Regions from separate parts of the Sus scrofa genome. Here region 1 is linked to region 2. The links are chromatin contacts, called in public HiChIP or PLAC-seq maps. All regions are on one chromosome and are shown on one strand. The core of a region is the stretch at or near the end of the contact, and the rest is flanking DNA. Distances in the headings are between cores, read along the strand shown.

Region 1 (6,388 bases), core at 701-3,200, 190 kb before region 2:
CCGTGAAGATGGAGGCAAAGATTGGAGTGATAATGCCACAAACCAAGACAGGCTGGCAGCCACCAGAGGCTGGCAGAGGCCAGGGACAGGTTCTTCCTGAAAGCCTCTGGAGGGAGGGAGCCCTCGTTGGCTCCTTGACCACATTTCAAGCATCTGGCCTCCAGAACTGTGAGATAAGAAGTGCATGCCGCTCTTAGGCCACTCCGTGTGCAGTGATTTGTCACAGCAACCACAGGAAACACACAGAAATGGCTTGAACAAGATAGAAGCTGCCAGCTTACACATCACAGGCCAAGAACAGACCGCCCAGGGCTGCTACGGGGGCTCCACAGACAGCCATGATTCAGGCTGACATAGCTTTCTGCTCTCTCAGAGCGCTCAGTCCTGGGGGCTGGCAGACCTGTACAAAGCCCAGGCGATTGTGGGGCTAAAGGGCAGAGACTCTTCCAGGGCTGTGGTCTGGAAAGTTCTAGAGCAGGAGTTGCTCAGGCAAGGCCTGGAAAGCTAAGCTCTTCGTTTGAGGGTGATGGCCAAGTGGAGGCTCCTCCCTTTTGATCCATTATGCCTGCCTCCCCATGTTCGCGGTTCAAGCTTCAGAAATCCTCACCTCTGGCTTGGCACACATGCCCAGCTGCTCTGTTCCCCCCTCCCGCCCCCGCCCCGTCACTCCAATTGGGTTGCACATCTGTCTCTCTCTAAGCTGCACGGACCAGGTCTTCTGATTCTTTAAATCACCCATATTGCTTAGCAAAGTGCCTGGCAACAAAACAAGTGCCCAAAGACTGCTTTGGGGGCTGGGGGAATGAGATTAAAAAACAGAATAAAACGGGCATGAGAGAGCTAGGCGTGGTGGAGATGGTCGGAACTGGTTCCTGGTGGTGGTCGCACAGCTCCATCAATTTACCAAGAATCCTTGGATCATGCACATAAAAACACGTGACTTTTAACAGGATGTAAATTATACCCCAACAAAGCTGTGTTTGTGTTGTTGTTGTTTGGTCTTTTGGTATTTTTCTAGGGCCGCGCTCGCGGCATATGGAGGTTCCCAGGCTAGGGGTCGAATCAGAGCTGTAGCCGCCGGCCTACGCCAGAGCCACAGCAACGCAGGATCCAAGCCGCGTCTGCGACCCACGCCACAGCTCACAGCAGCACCGGATCCTTAACCCACTGGGCAAGGCCAGGGATCGAACCCGCAACCTCATGGTTCCTAGTTGGATTCGTTAACCACTGAGCCACGCGGGAACTCCTCTGTTGTTTTTTTAAAGTCTAAAGTACTTGAGTAGCTACCGCGGAAAAGGCAGAAAGTACGCAAGGCAACCGGGGCTGCGTTGGGAGCATAAAGGGGCTGATGTTTAAAGGGTGCACCTGGCCGTACCTGCTGACGCTGAAAAATTAGTAGTACCCGAGGCCCAACGATCCCATTCACAGGTCTACACCCAACGCAAGTGCGAATACGCGTGCCCACACCTGCGAAAGGCTCCCGCGACACTACTTATGCACGATGGCCCAAGCCCGACACCAGCCCGCCGCCAGCAGCGGAAGAGCTGGACGAACGCGCTGGAGCCCTGAGAACGGCTGTGTTCGCGCCAAACACACCCACGAGGGCGCGGAGGACGCTCCCGGGGCGGCCGGAGCCCTGCGGGGGCGCCACGGTCAATGACAAGCTGAGTCACGACAGGGGCCGGAGGAGGGGCCGGGACACGGCGCGCGGCCGTCTGGACGCGGCCTCGCCGGCTCGTTCGGTTCCGGAGGAAGCGCCGGCGCACGCGCTTTTCCAGATGACCCTTCACCCTGGAGGGAAAATGCAAAAGCCGCAGAGCCGGCGGCAGCCTGGTTTCCCGCCTCGCCGCCTCCCCCCGGCGGCCGCTCTGCGAACTGCAGCGCTGGCGGGCAGGCGCGCCCGGGAGGCGGGTTCAGGAGCACCTCGAGCAGAAGGAAAGCTCCGCCCATCGGCCAAGCCCCGGCCGCGTGCAGAACTCACTCCGGGGACTCACGGGTTGAAAAAGCAGAACCGGCCGGGGCCCTACCGGCCTCTGAAGTGGGTTGGGCCCAGGTCCCCCGCCCCTGCACTCCCGTCTCACCCCTCCCGGCTCCCCAAACCCCAGCCCCACCGTCACCGGCCTGGGCTCCTTCGCGGGTCTCTGCGTGGCTGACTCAGGTCAGGTGTGGAGCGCGTGACGGAGGCGGGCCAATCAGGGCTGACTGTCCTTGATTGGCTCGAAAGCGAGCATGTGACTAAGCCTGGCCAATCGGAGCGAGACGTGGGACTTTGGCGGGGCATGCGGGGTGGGGCGGGGCGCCAAGGCAGCAACCTCCCTCCTTAAGGAGGCAGCCCCTGGAGCTGGAAGCCGCCACCTGGTCACTGTCTGCAAAGGGGAGCAACAGCCACGTGACGGAGCCGGAGCAGTGCCTGGCCACATGCTTGGATCGCTGGGTCCACGCCTGCCTGACGTGGAATCTAGGACTACTCGGTTGCGTGGGAAAGTTTCCTTTTCTGGCGGTAAGGCAATTTCCCCCCACCCCACCCGACCCCAGTGCTCTGCCACTGAAAGAAGGAAACAGAAGGAGTGTGATGTCCCGTGATTCCAGAACGATGAGCCCTTGGATTGGAGGGAGTGATGGCGACCTCAGGGGTGAGGGTAGTGCTGCAGGAAAGAGGAGAGATTTTTGCTGTGACTTGAGATCAGGGAGCTTTAAACGGGCAAAATTAAGTCACCAGTAAACCACGCAGGAAATGAAAGCGAGAGGTGAACGTCTCCACTTTAGATTTTATATCTATCTTTCGATTCCTGTCATCAAAGTTTCCAACCCCATGGTTTGATAAACGCACTACCTAGGTTTAACAAGTGTTAGCCTTTGGTCTTATTTACATTAACGGTTTGTTAAGCTACTCATTTGCAGACATCATGACTAGAGGGGGAGGTTCCGAAGCAGAACTGTGAATCCCCCCTACAGCCTCAAGAACTGACTTTGTTCTGTGTGTCCGCACTGAGGTGGCTCCTGCAGGATCTGTATGTGCTGTTAAACTGACCCACAGCCGCCCCTCGGCTCAGTGTCCTTGGCTGCTGGGGTTATTTTGACATGACCTAAAATGTGTGGACTGTAGCTTTTTTTTTTTTTTTTTTTTTTTTGGCTTTTTAGGGCCGGACCCAGGGCATATGGAAGTTCCCAGGCTAAGAGTCAAATAGGAGCTGTGGCCTCCAGCCTACACCACAGCCACAACAACGTGGGATCCAGGCCACATCTTCGGCCTACACCACAGCTCACGGCAACACCGGATCCCCTACCCACTGAGCGAGGCCAGGGATCAAACCGCATCCTCATGGATTCTTTCCACTGAGCCACAATGGGAACTCCTGGGCTGTAGCTTTGCTGAAGCATGCAAGTGGCTCCTAACCTCACGAAGCTGGCAGGGAACCCTGGAGCCAGTGGCTCCTCTTTGCTGAAGTTGCAGCGACCAGAACGTGCCCTGCGCGCAGTGATCAGAGCCGTGGAGAGCTGTGTGGGGAGTACTCTGTGTCCTCTGCAGCACTGCTGCGGCTTCCTGTTCCACAGCCTCTCTACGTCGGCGAGGCGCTGGCTGAGCGTTGGGTATTGAGAGTTTCACTCTCAGTCTTACCCAAAACCCAGCGCTGTGGTCTCTTGTGACTTCTCACCTTTAAACACTTAGGCATGCACCTCTGAAAAATAAGGCTATCCCACCCAACTGAAAAGGCATATGCCAGAAAACTTTAAATTCTGCAAGAGCTTCTCACATCCAGTCTGTTTGCAAGTTCCCTCAACTTTCCCCAAAATATTCTTTTTCGCTGGTGTTTAAAAGAGCCAATGGAAGATTGTTGGCCAAGATTCGCTCCTTAACCAAACTTTGCTCGGACTCCCCCGAGCCTCGCTGACTCCGTGCTTTAGCTTGTCCTCCAAGAGCCCAGTTTCAGCAAGAATCCTGCTAAGTCAGTTTGGCCAGAATTTCCCACCCTTGCTATCTGATCACCCTGTGTATCCGCCCAAATTCCTCCTCCTCCACTGCCTCTAAGAGACGCCCGACCGCTCCGGCCTGCCTTCGGCCAAACCTTGTTTAGCCAGAATTCCCCCTGACCCTAATGTTTCCTCTTAATAATTTTCCACGCATCGAGCCCCACCCTTGTTGTATTCCCATGTTTAGCTTCCTCCTCCTCAGAGTTGAGCCCGGTCTTACGACGAGGCCCCTTTTCCCCTATTGCAGTAGTTCCTGCGTAAAACCTATTTTTACCACTTTAACTACTGGCAGGCTCTGGGCAATGTCAGCTCAAGGCAATGCCGGATCCTTAACCCACTGAGCGAGGCCAGGGATTGAACCCACATCCTCATGGATACTAGTTAGGTTCTTAACCCACTGAGCCATAAGGGGACCTCCAAAGCTTTACTGCTTAAAACATAACTAGCAAGCGTTCTCTCTCTCCCCTCTGCTGTGTTAGGGGCAGTGTCCCACGCAGGGGCTGCCCCGGGGCTGGGGCATTGAGGGTAGGTGATGTGGGTGAGGAGGCTTTGTGCTCCCAGTTGTCCGATGATGGACAGAGTGTGTGAAAGGACTTTGTTGGGAGAAGCCGGGCTCTTTTGTTACTGCAGCAGAACCCAGGCGCTCCTGACCTGGTGGTGCCTCAGAGACAGGCAGGCCTTCTGTCGGCAACTCTGACAAGCTTCCTGAGGCTGAGAGAAAACCTTTAGCCTCTGCCTTGGCCCCAGCTCCAGCCTCAGCCGTGAGCGGGGCCAGCTGCCCTCTCGCATGGGACAGCCCTGCAGTGATTTATGGGTGAACTAGCCTCTGCGGAGTCCACACCCTCTTCTTCCAGGAAGCACTCCCACTTTGTCTGGCAAGTGCTTTTGGCACCACATCCAGGACTTATGACTGTTGCAAGGGCCTTTATTTATATTTGAGATCGAAAAAAGTTCTATAACAACCCCCAATTTTTTTTAACCTGCAAAACTCATATTAATAGCTGCTTAATTAAATGCCTACAAAATGTAACATTTTAGTCAATTTCTTCATTTTTTAAACTCTCATGTGGACAACACTTTCAGGCCAGTGGAAAACATGGGGCTTAGATTTTCTCACTTTGCAAGAATTCCCCCCGAGGATGAACGATGGTTGCTTCGAAACCACCGCCCGTCAGAACTGAGTGAACCACCTGCGCCAAATGATTTCAGAAGCAAAACCATAAACATGTTTTCTAATTTTATTTTACAGCAAACAGTTATATGTTCTGAGACATGTGGGTGCCTTTTCATATAGTCAACGGGGGACAGGGAGGGACCGTCCGAGGGGGAAAGACTTGAAAGACGGTGTTTTGTATGTTTGCTTGGTTTTCCTAGTTTTGGTTCTCTCAGTTCTGCAGACATTTCCTCCTGCAAGGCTGGGTCCTCATGTTCTCCCACCAGAGTTTCTTGTCGTCTCGCAAAGAATCGAGAATTGCACACAGCACCATTCCATAAAGTAAAAGGATGAATCCATTGACAGGCGTAAATGCAAACCGATTTCCAGCTCAAGGCAAGTCGCAACCCATGATGTTGCGGCAGGAAACCTCCAGGGAAGAAAGGAAGTTGGGTCGCAGGGCTGCCGCCTCCTCAACCCCACCAGGCGGACAAGACGGGAGTGGCAACTGATTCAGGATCCTTCCTGGCCTCGAGAGAAATCCTAGAATAGGAGCTTGCACAGATCGAGAGACCCAGAATCTCATGCCGCCAAAAGGATTCTCATCCCTAAACATGTTCTCACCTCAGCCACAAGGTGACGGAGCCACGTGTAAGTAGATCAAAGATGTGCACGGGGCGTTAAACACGCACCAAGGGAAGAGCTAACTTGAACACAAGGTCAAGATCAGCGACAAGTTCTACAACCCCCGACACAGGCTTGGAGGACAAATTTCCTTTCAAAGGCTTACCCAGCCTCAGGAGGCTGGCTGAGGTGTGCAGTCTGCAAGGACAAGTTCATGTTCTGGACTAGCTGGTGCAGCAGATGCAGCCCATCCTGGCTCCGTCCGTTTAGAAGCATTTGCGGGGGCTGGTGCGTGGCCTGACAGGTCAGACTCCCGCCTGCCGATCCGCATCCGCGGAGGGTGGACAGCAAAGCCAGGACGCAGCCTGACCCCACCGAGTACCGAGTTCGAACTGGGGGGATCGTGATGGTCTCCCTGGGGGCCTCGGCCCTCGCTCCCCCTGCATCCTGTTCCTGGCGCGCGGGTACGTGGTGGTCCCACCAGACAGCCCCGTGCAGGTGGGCAGGTCCCTCCAGAGGTGGACACTACCGAGCAGCAGACGGCCCGGTGGATGCCACAGGGACCCGCTCCCGGTGGATAGTGAGCGCCTGACCGTGCGGCAGCTCGTAGCTCTGCACAGGGAGCGGGAGGACACGGCG
Region 2 (6,761 bases), core at 504-3,003:
GTGCTGAGTGTCTGGTCCCTGTCCCTGCCTCCCGGCCCCTGGCTGTGTGTGCCCTGCCGCACCCACCGCGACGCTGGCTTCCTGCAGGGCTTATGGAGAGCGCTGTCCACGGGAGTTGCTCTTGGGGCTCAGCGGGTTGTGAACCCAGCCAGGATCCACGAGGACTCAGTTGCATCCCTGGCCTCGCCCCACGGGTGAAGGATCCAGCGTTGCCGTGAGCTGTGGCGTGGCTCGGATCTGGCGCGGTGGCTGTGGTGTAGGCTGGAGGCTACGGCTCCGATTTGTCCGAACTTCCACATGCCGCACGTGCGGCCCTAAAAAGCCAAAAAAGGACCTCGTCCGGGACGGGTCATTTGCAGAACTGCCTTGCGGAGCCTTGCGGAGGTGGGGGGGGGCCTCAAGGAGCTCCCTGTCCCTCGTGGCAGGCCCCTGCATCCGCCTGGTCCAGCTTTCGGGGTGTGATCCTCGACCCTCTAAGCGGGGGGAGCTTGTCACACCCCCTTTCTCAGTGGCTGTGTCCAACGGCCAGAACCCTGTCTCCCGACCCCACCCTGGCTTCGCTCGGTCTCTGGAAAGACCGCACTTGGGCGTTTTGTGACCCGTGCCGCAGGCTGCCCTTCCCAGAGGCCAAGTGATCGGCCCCGCTGGAGAGGAGACGCGGGGTCCGCCGCGCTGTCTGCTTTTAGGAAGACCGGGTTCCCGTTAGGCCATCGGCTGTCTGACCTCGCTGGCTCCATGGCCGTCGTGGCGGGGAGGAGCCCCCGGGGCTCTTTGGTGGGGGCTGGAGGGGGCAGGGCCGTCCGTCCCCTCTAAGGCCAGGTGACCGGCACCCCGGGGCTCGTCCCCGCAAAGGGAGAGGCCAGTTTCCCTGTGCCTGCGCTGTCGGCGCCCAGGGGCCTCTCCATGTTTGCTTTAGGAATTCCGGACGTGTGGTTGAGCCCAGTCTGGGGCTGGTGGGTAAAATCTGACCCCTCTGCCCTGCGAGGACCCGTTAGGCTGTGGTGCTGCGTCCCCCCGTCCAGCGAGTGGCCTGTGCAGGCTCTCTCCCTGCTGGCACGTGGCTCATGGCGGCCCTTTCTCCCTGGGCCCCCGCGGTCGTTGTGGCGAAGAAAGCTGCACTGAGCGAGCTGTCCCACTGTGACGGGGTGGGGGGGGCACGTGGGCTGCTGTCGTGGGGCACCTTTTGGGCGGCGGGGAGGAGAGTGAAAGCCAAGTGGGTCCCACCTCGGTGTTGGTGACTGTCACACAGTGAGCCTGGGTGTCACCCAGGAGCTTGGAAAGGGTGTCACATCCCGAGTGCTACCCTGGCTGTCCCAGCGTGTCCCCTGGAGATTCTGGCGTCTGTGGTCAGAGGCCCCACTGCGTGGCAGACACCACAGGGGAGGGGGCAGCACCCCCCCACTGTGCTCCTGTCACCTGCCGTAAGACAGTCCCAGGAGGCCCCCAGCCGCGGATGGGGTGAGCTTCGGTTTGTTTGGTGATGCCTCTCATTGTGACTGGGTGACCTGTGACTGTTAGGTCTGCTGCTCCTCCCTCGTAGCTGGTCCTGGTCCCTGCTAGAGATCCTCCGTCCCTGGAAAGCCACCAAAACCACTGTGGCGATTTGGCGGAGACCCTGACCGGCAGGGCCAGCTGCTGCTTGGCGCCAGGCCGGCCACGCCCCCGTCACAGACGCGCCACTGTCACGTGGGCTTTGACCAGTGACCCACCTGGGCCCCGAGGGCTGCTTGCTCCTCCCTCCGGAGCCCTGGGCCTGGAGGAATTTCCCCGCCCGCTCTGCAGGCCCTGGACCAAGTTGTTACCGAATTCTTCCTGCCTCCAGGGGTATCACCCGAGCCTTGGAATTTTTTGTTGTTTTTTTAGCGTTGTTCTGTTTGCTGTTGTATTATCTGTTTCTAGTAGGCGCTGTCTATCGAATTCTGGTTGTGTTTTCAGATGTGCCAGAACTTTTCTGCCCCAGCCTGTCCCCTGCAAGTGGGACAGCTGCTGCGTTATGGTCACCATTACAAGCTGCCCTCTAAAGAGTGATGATCCCAGACTCTGGCTGGGTCCCCTGCACTTTGAGGAGGGAGGGGCCCCACCCTGCTCCCGCCGTGGCTCAGCCAGGGCTGAGGGCCTGGCGGGAGTCCCTGTGCCTGTCCTGGAGGCTCTGCCTGTGCTTTGGCTGTTGCTCGGGGCTGTGCACAGTTGCTGTGTGGATAAACGGCTTCAGGTGCAGACGGCCATGGGTTCAGGCAGCGGTAGTCTGGCCCCGGCTCCGTCCCTGGGCTCCTTGCTTCTGTGTTGGGTTCAGCCTCTGGGAAACCTGGCCCTGCGGGGGCCTGAGGCTGCTGAGTTTCCCTGTGGTTTGGGGGCCTCCCCAGCGGGGTCTCCGGCAGCCCAGGCTGGATTGCCCATGGTGGCTGGGCCCGGGTGCGCTGATGGCCGGGGCTGGGCCCGCTCCCCGCCTCTTCCCCACGGGAAGCCCGGGCTCTGTCTCGGAGAAGGGACAGGACGTTGGGCAGGTGGAAGCGGCAGACAGAGTCTGCTGTCTCCAGGATGGAGTGAAATTCGGCTTAAGGAACCACCCCCAGGACCGGGCACGGACTGGAGGCAGGAGTGTTCCTTTCCATACCGAGCAGACGGGCTCTTGCAAAAGAATTTAAATTACGGTCGATTTCTGGGACTGTGCTACCTTCTGTTGAAGTGGTTTAGTTGTACATACTGTCTCCATGCTTTTAAAATGCTCCTTTCTGTTATGGTTTATCCCCGGAGACTGGTAGAGCTCCCTGGGCTCTGCAGTGGGGTCTCGCTGTCATTCCAGATCTGGCAGTTTGCATCTGCTGTCCCCAGACGCCCGGTCCCTCCTTCTGCCTCCGGAACAGCAAGGATCGGCTCTCCGTCTGTGCAGCCGAACAGTCTGGCTTTTGCCATGGCATCTGCAGATCTCCCGCGGCCTTTCTGGAGCCTGACAGACGGGCGTGCCACCCACAGGGAGGCTTCCCCAGGCCAGCCGATGCTCACTGTCTTTGGGGCTGGTTGGCCTTTATCAGCTCTGTGTGGTTACCAGTGGTTGTCTCATGTACATCAGAAACTCTGATTCTTGGAGTCCCCATCATGACTCGACGGTTAATGAGCCCAACTAGGATCCATGAGGATGCGGGTTTGATCCCTGGCCTCTCTCGGTGGGTTAAGGATCTGGCGTTGCTATGAGCTGTGGTGTGGGTCGCAGACGTGGCTCAGATCTGGCATTGCTGTGGCTGTGGTGTAAGCTGACAGCTACAGCTTCGATGTGAACCCTAGCCTGGGGACTTCCATGGCCCTAAAATGCCAAAAAAACCCACAACCTGGTTCTTTCTTTTCTTTTTCTTTTCTTTTTTTGGCCCTGCCTGGGGTCTGTGGAAGTTCCTGAGCCAGGGACTGAGCTCACAGCACAGCAGTAACCCAATCCACAGCAGCGACAATGCCAGATCCTTAACTCTGAGCCACCAGGGAACTCCTTATTCTTAATAAAAGTAATTATTACTGCAGTTTCAAAATAGGCTTTTCAGGGAGTAGAGAGGTGTGGTCGTGAGCCCTGGTCCCCCCATCCAGGGAAAAGACTGCCTGTCCTCTGGCTGCTGGCCCAGCTCTCTGGGTGGGTGCAGAAAGATTTGTGTGTCTTGAATAGAAAGTCTGAACTTGAAATCATTTTGTTGTCTCTGCCCAGAAATATTTTAAGTTGTAACAGAATTGTACAAACGTGTGTGCGTCATTTACCGTAGCTTGTGAGGTAGTCATTAATACCCGGTGATTGGACTAGATTTCCGAGGGCATTTCTGGCTGCTGATGTTCCTTTGGTTGTCAGTAAGTAACTTAGGAAAATAAGGCCTCGTATTTTTTTTTTTTTTTTTTTCTGGTGGCTATCTTGGCCTAAACCCTTGACAGTGTTTATTTTTCCTTGCTTTGACAGTCCCCTTCCCCGAGCCATCTGGCCTGGAGGTTCTTAAAGGACTGGACGTTTGTGAGCGACCCCAGGTCCCCAGGCTTGAGTGACGAGCCGGAAGGGCTCAAGTGGTCCTGTTTTCGTGTCCTTGGCTTGGGCAGGCTCTGCTGGCCAAAGTGGAAGGCAGCGGGCACACAGGACCGGGAGTCTGGACAGCGGAGCCTGCCAGCTAGTTAGGACGGAGCAGAGCTCGGGCCCTGGGGGGCTCCGGGGCCTGGCGGGGACCGGCAGGTGTTGCTGGCAGGAAGACATCTGGGCGTGTCCACCCGGTCCTGAGGTTGAGGGCGAAGCTTTGAAACGGGAGAACGCGATGAGGTCTTCGGGGCGGGGTGATGGAGCCTCGGGGCCCACGTCCTCCTCTGGGGCCCGGGCAGCGTCGGACCCGCGTCGGGCGAGGCGTGTGGCACGTGGGCCCTGAAGATGGTTCCCGAGGTGCCCTTGGGGCCCCTTCTCCCATCTCGTCCTGTGGGCCACTCTTCCGCAGCTGGGGACCCGCAGGCAGCCGTTCACAGTGTCTGCTCCTTTTCAGAACAAATACTGCATGAACCCTGGAGGCTCGGGGGTGCCCTGGCCCCGACCAGAGGGCCAGAGGGCGGACAGCAGCCCCCGAGGCCTCGGTCCTCCCGCGGAAAGCTGGTGCTCTTCGTGAGGCCTGTAGTTTGTTCTCGGGCCTCATCAGCGCTGCCTCTGCCCTTGGAGGAGGGTGGCTGGGGACGTCTGCAGCGCCGGACCCCAGGCCACCTGCTTCTCGAGGGGCGGGACAGTCCCCCCTGCTTTGTCCCCCGTGGGTGACAGGTGGGGAGCCAGTGTCCCCTGGCTCGTAAGGACACCGAGTGTCTCCAGGGCCCCGGCGGGCCTGTGCTTATGGGGTCAGAGTGCTCCTTCTCCTGAGGCCCGTCCCGGGTCCCGTGTGGCTGTGGGTGTCACCGTGAGCCAGCAGCCTAACCACGCTGGCTGGGCGGGTCCGTCGGAGCATCTGTCCGGGTCCTGGGAGGCCGGCCGGGCAGGGAGGGCGGCCTCTGGGGTTCTGGGCTGCAGGGGAGGCTCCCGACGCCCCCGAGGCTGGGAGGCTGCGTGGGCCGGCAGGTGTGCCGAGCGGCCTCCTATTTGTGCGGCCCCCGTGTGAGAAGTGGTCGTTGGTTTCCTGTCCCTCCGTTTCCTCATGGCTGAGGCCCGGGGTGAGGAAGGCGGGCGTCCGTTCCTCTCGGGCAGCAGCGGCGCAGCCCGAGGGCCACCCCGGGAGGAGGGAGCGGGTCCCCGCAGGCCGCCCTGGTCCGCTGCCCTCCTGACCAGGCCTCAGCTTCCCGTCTGCACCCGGGGAGGGGCAGCCTCCCCGGAAGGTTTTCTGCCAGCGCGGAGCGAGACCTCCCGGCTGGAGGCCGCGGGGGGCCGGGGGCCGGGAGGCGGAAGGGCCCCCTGGGTGCCTGGGCCCCAGCTGCGCTGCTCTGGCTGGAGCAGCCTTGTCGTCCAGGAGAGGGGTCACCGAGGCCGCCCCTTGCCCTCCGCCCCTCGGGTCTCCCCCTCGGAAGGCCGCCCTGGGGGTTATGTGTGCCGCCCTTTCCCTGCCGCCTTGGCTGCGCCCCCTCCGGCCGAGGTCTGGCTTTGCTTCCTCAGATCCCCTGTGCTCACCTCTGCCCCCTGCCAGCCTGTGCCTTCCGGAGGGAGGGACCCTCTTGTTCTGTTTCAGAAATGTATCTCAGTGTTTCTGTCCACGTCAGGCGCAGTGCCGGGTGCTCACTGGTGACCAAGCCAGATGGGGTCCCCACAGCCTGAACCTCCTGCTGGGAGATGTGGCCCTCACTCCAGCTCCATAGATGTTTCTTCTCGGGAGGGGGGGTGCACGTGTTTGTGGCAAAGGGTTGGGTGCACCTGTTAATGTGTAGCCCTCAGTCTTCTTTCTGAAGTGAGGAAATTGGGCTGTTATTTATTTATTGTCTTTTTAGCTCTGCACCCACGGCACAGGGAGGTTCCCCAGCTAGGGGTCGAATCGGAGCTGTTGCTGCCGGCCTCCACCACAGCCACAGCAATGCCAGATCCGAGCCACGTCTGCGACCTACACCACAGCTCACGGCAACACCAGATCCTTAACCCACTGAGCGAGGCCAGGGATCGAACCTGCGTCCTCATGGTTACTAGTCAGATTTGTTTCCATTGAGCCACGATGGTAACTCCTGGAACCAGATTATTTATCAGGCTGTATGACACGGCTCGGGCCAGATGTTGGAGGCTTTTGAAGCCAGTGGGGAGGCCTGAGCTGTGCTCCTGCAGAGGAGTCGGGAGCCTCTAGGAGAAGCCAGGAGACGAGGTGGTCATGGAGAATCCCCCGCAGTTGGCAGGTGGTGCCCAGGCCGCTGTAGACGGGCACATGGGTTAGATAGACCTGAAATGAGATGCTTTCTCACTCCCAAAGCTAATTTAAAATCCATCAGCCTGGAGTTCTCCTTGTAGCATGAGGAAATGAGTCTGACTAGTAACCATGAGGTTGCAGGTTCGATGCCTGGCCTCGCTCAGTGGGTTAGGAATCCGGTGTTGCCGTGAGCTGTGGTGTAGGTCGCAGACGTGGCTCGGATCCGGCGTGGCTGTGGCAGTGGCGTAGGCCGGCAGTTGTAGCTCTGATATTAACCTCCTAGCCTGGGAACCTCCATGTGGCACGGGCGTGGCCCTGAAAGCAATAAAAGATAATAAAATAAAATCCGTCAGCCTGACTTTGCCCCGCATCACGGTCCTTGTAGGCGGCTTTCGCCAGCCAGTGACAACACACCCGTGGAAGAGTTTTGACAACTGAGCAGTGGTTACA

What was found. HiChIP or PLAC-seq counts read pairs in DNA pulled down with a chosen protein or histone mark.
Region 1: an H3K27ac HiChIP or PLAC-seq map of skeletal muscle shows a contact between it and region 2. The contact joins two enhancer-like sites. A contact is called at or near these places in 2 of 2 datasets of contacts at active chromatin or transcription factors (alveolar macrophages and skeletal muscle).

The regions. Positions count from the first base shown.
Region 1 is chr12:60,393,378-60,399,765 of Sscrofa11.1, reverse strand. No RefSeq gene overlaps it. Among named protein-coding and RNA genes, the nearest start is that of PRPSAP2, 8.7 kb to the right of the region's middle. Within about 2 kb of position 1,950, at least 41 of the 83 cell types and tissues checked have an H3K27ac peak or open chromatin away from gene starts, as enhancers often do. A contact at or near this core is called in skeletal muscle, where this site is marked.
Region 2 is chr12:60,199,528-60,206,288 of Sscrofa11.1, reverse strand. All of the region lies in intron 1 of EPN2 (epsin-2), which reads left to right. Among named protein-coding and RNA genes, the nearest start is that of B9D1, 40 kb to the right of the region's middle. Within about 2 kb of position 1,753, at least 30 of the 83 cell types and tissues checked have an H3K27ac peak or open chromatin away from gene starts, as enhancers often do. A contact at or near this core is called in skeletal muscle, where this site is marked.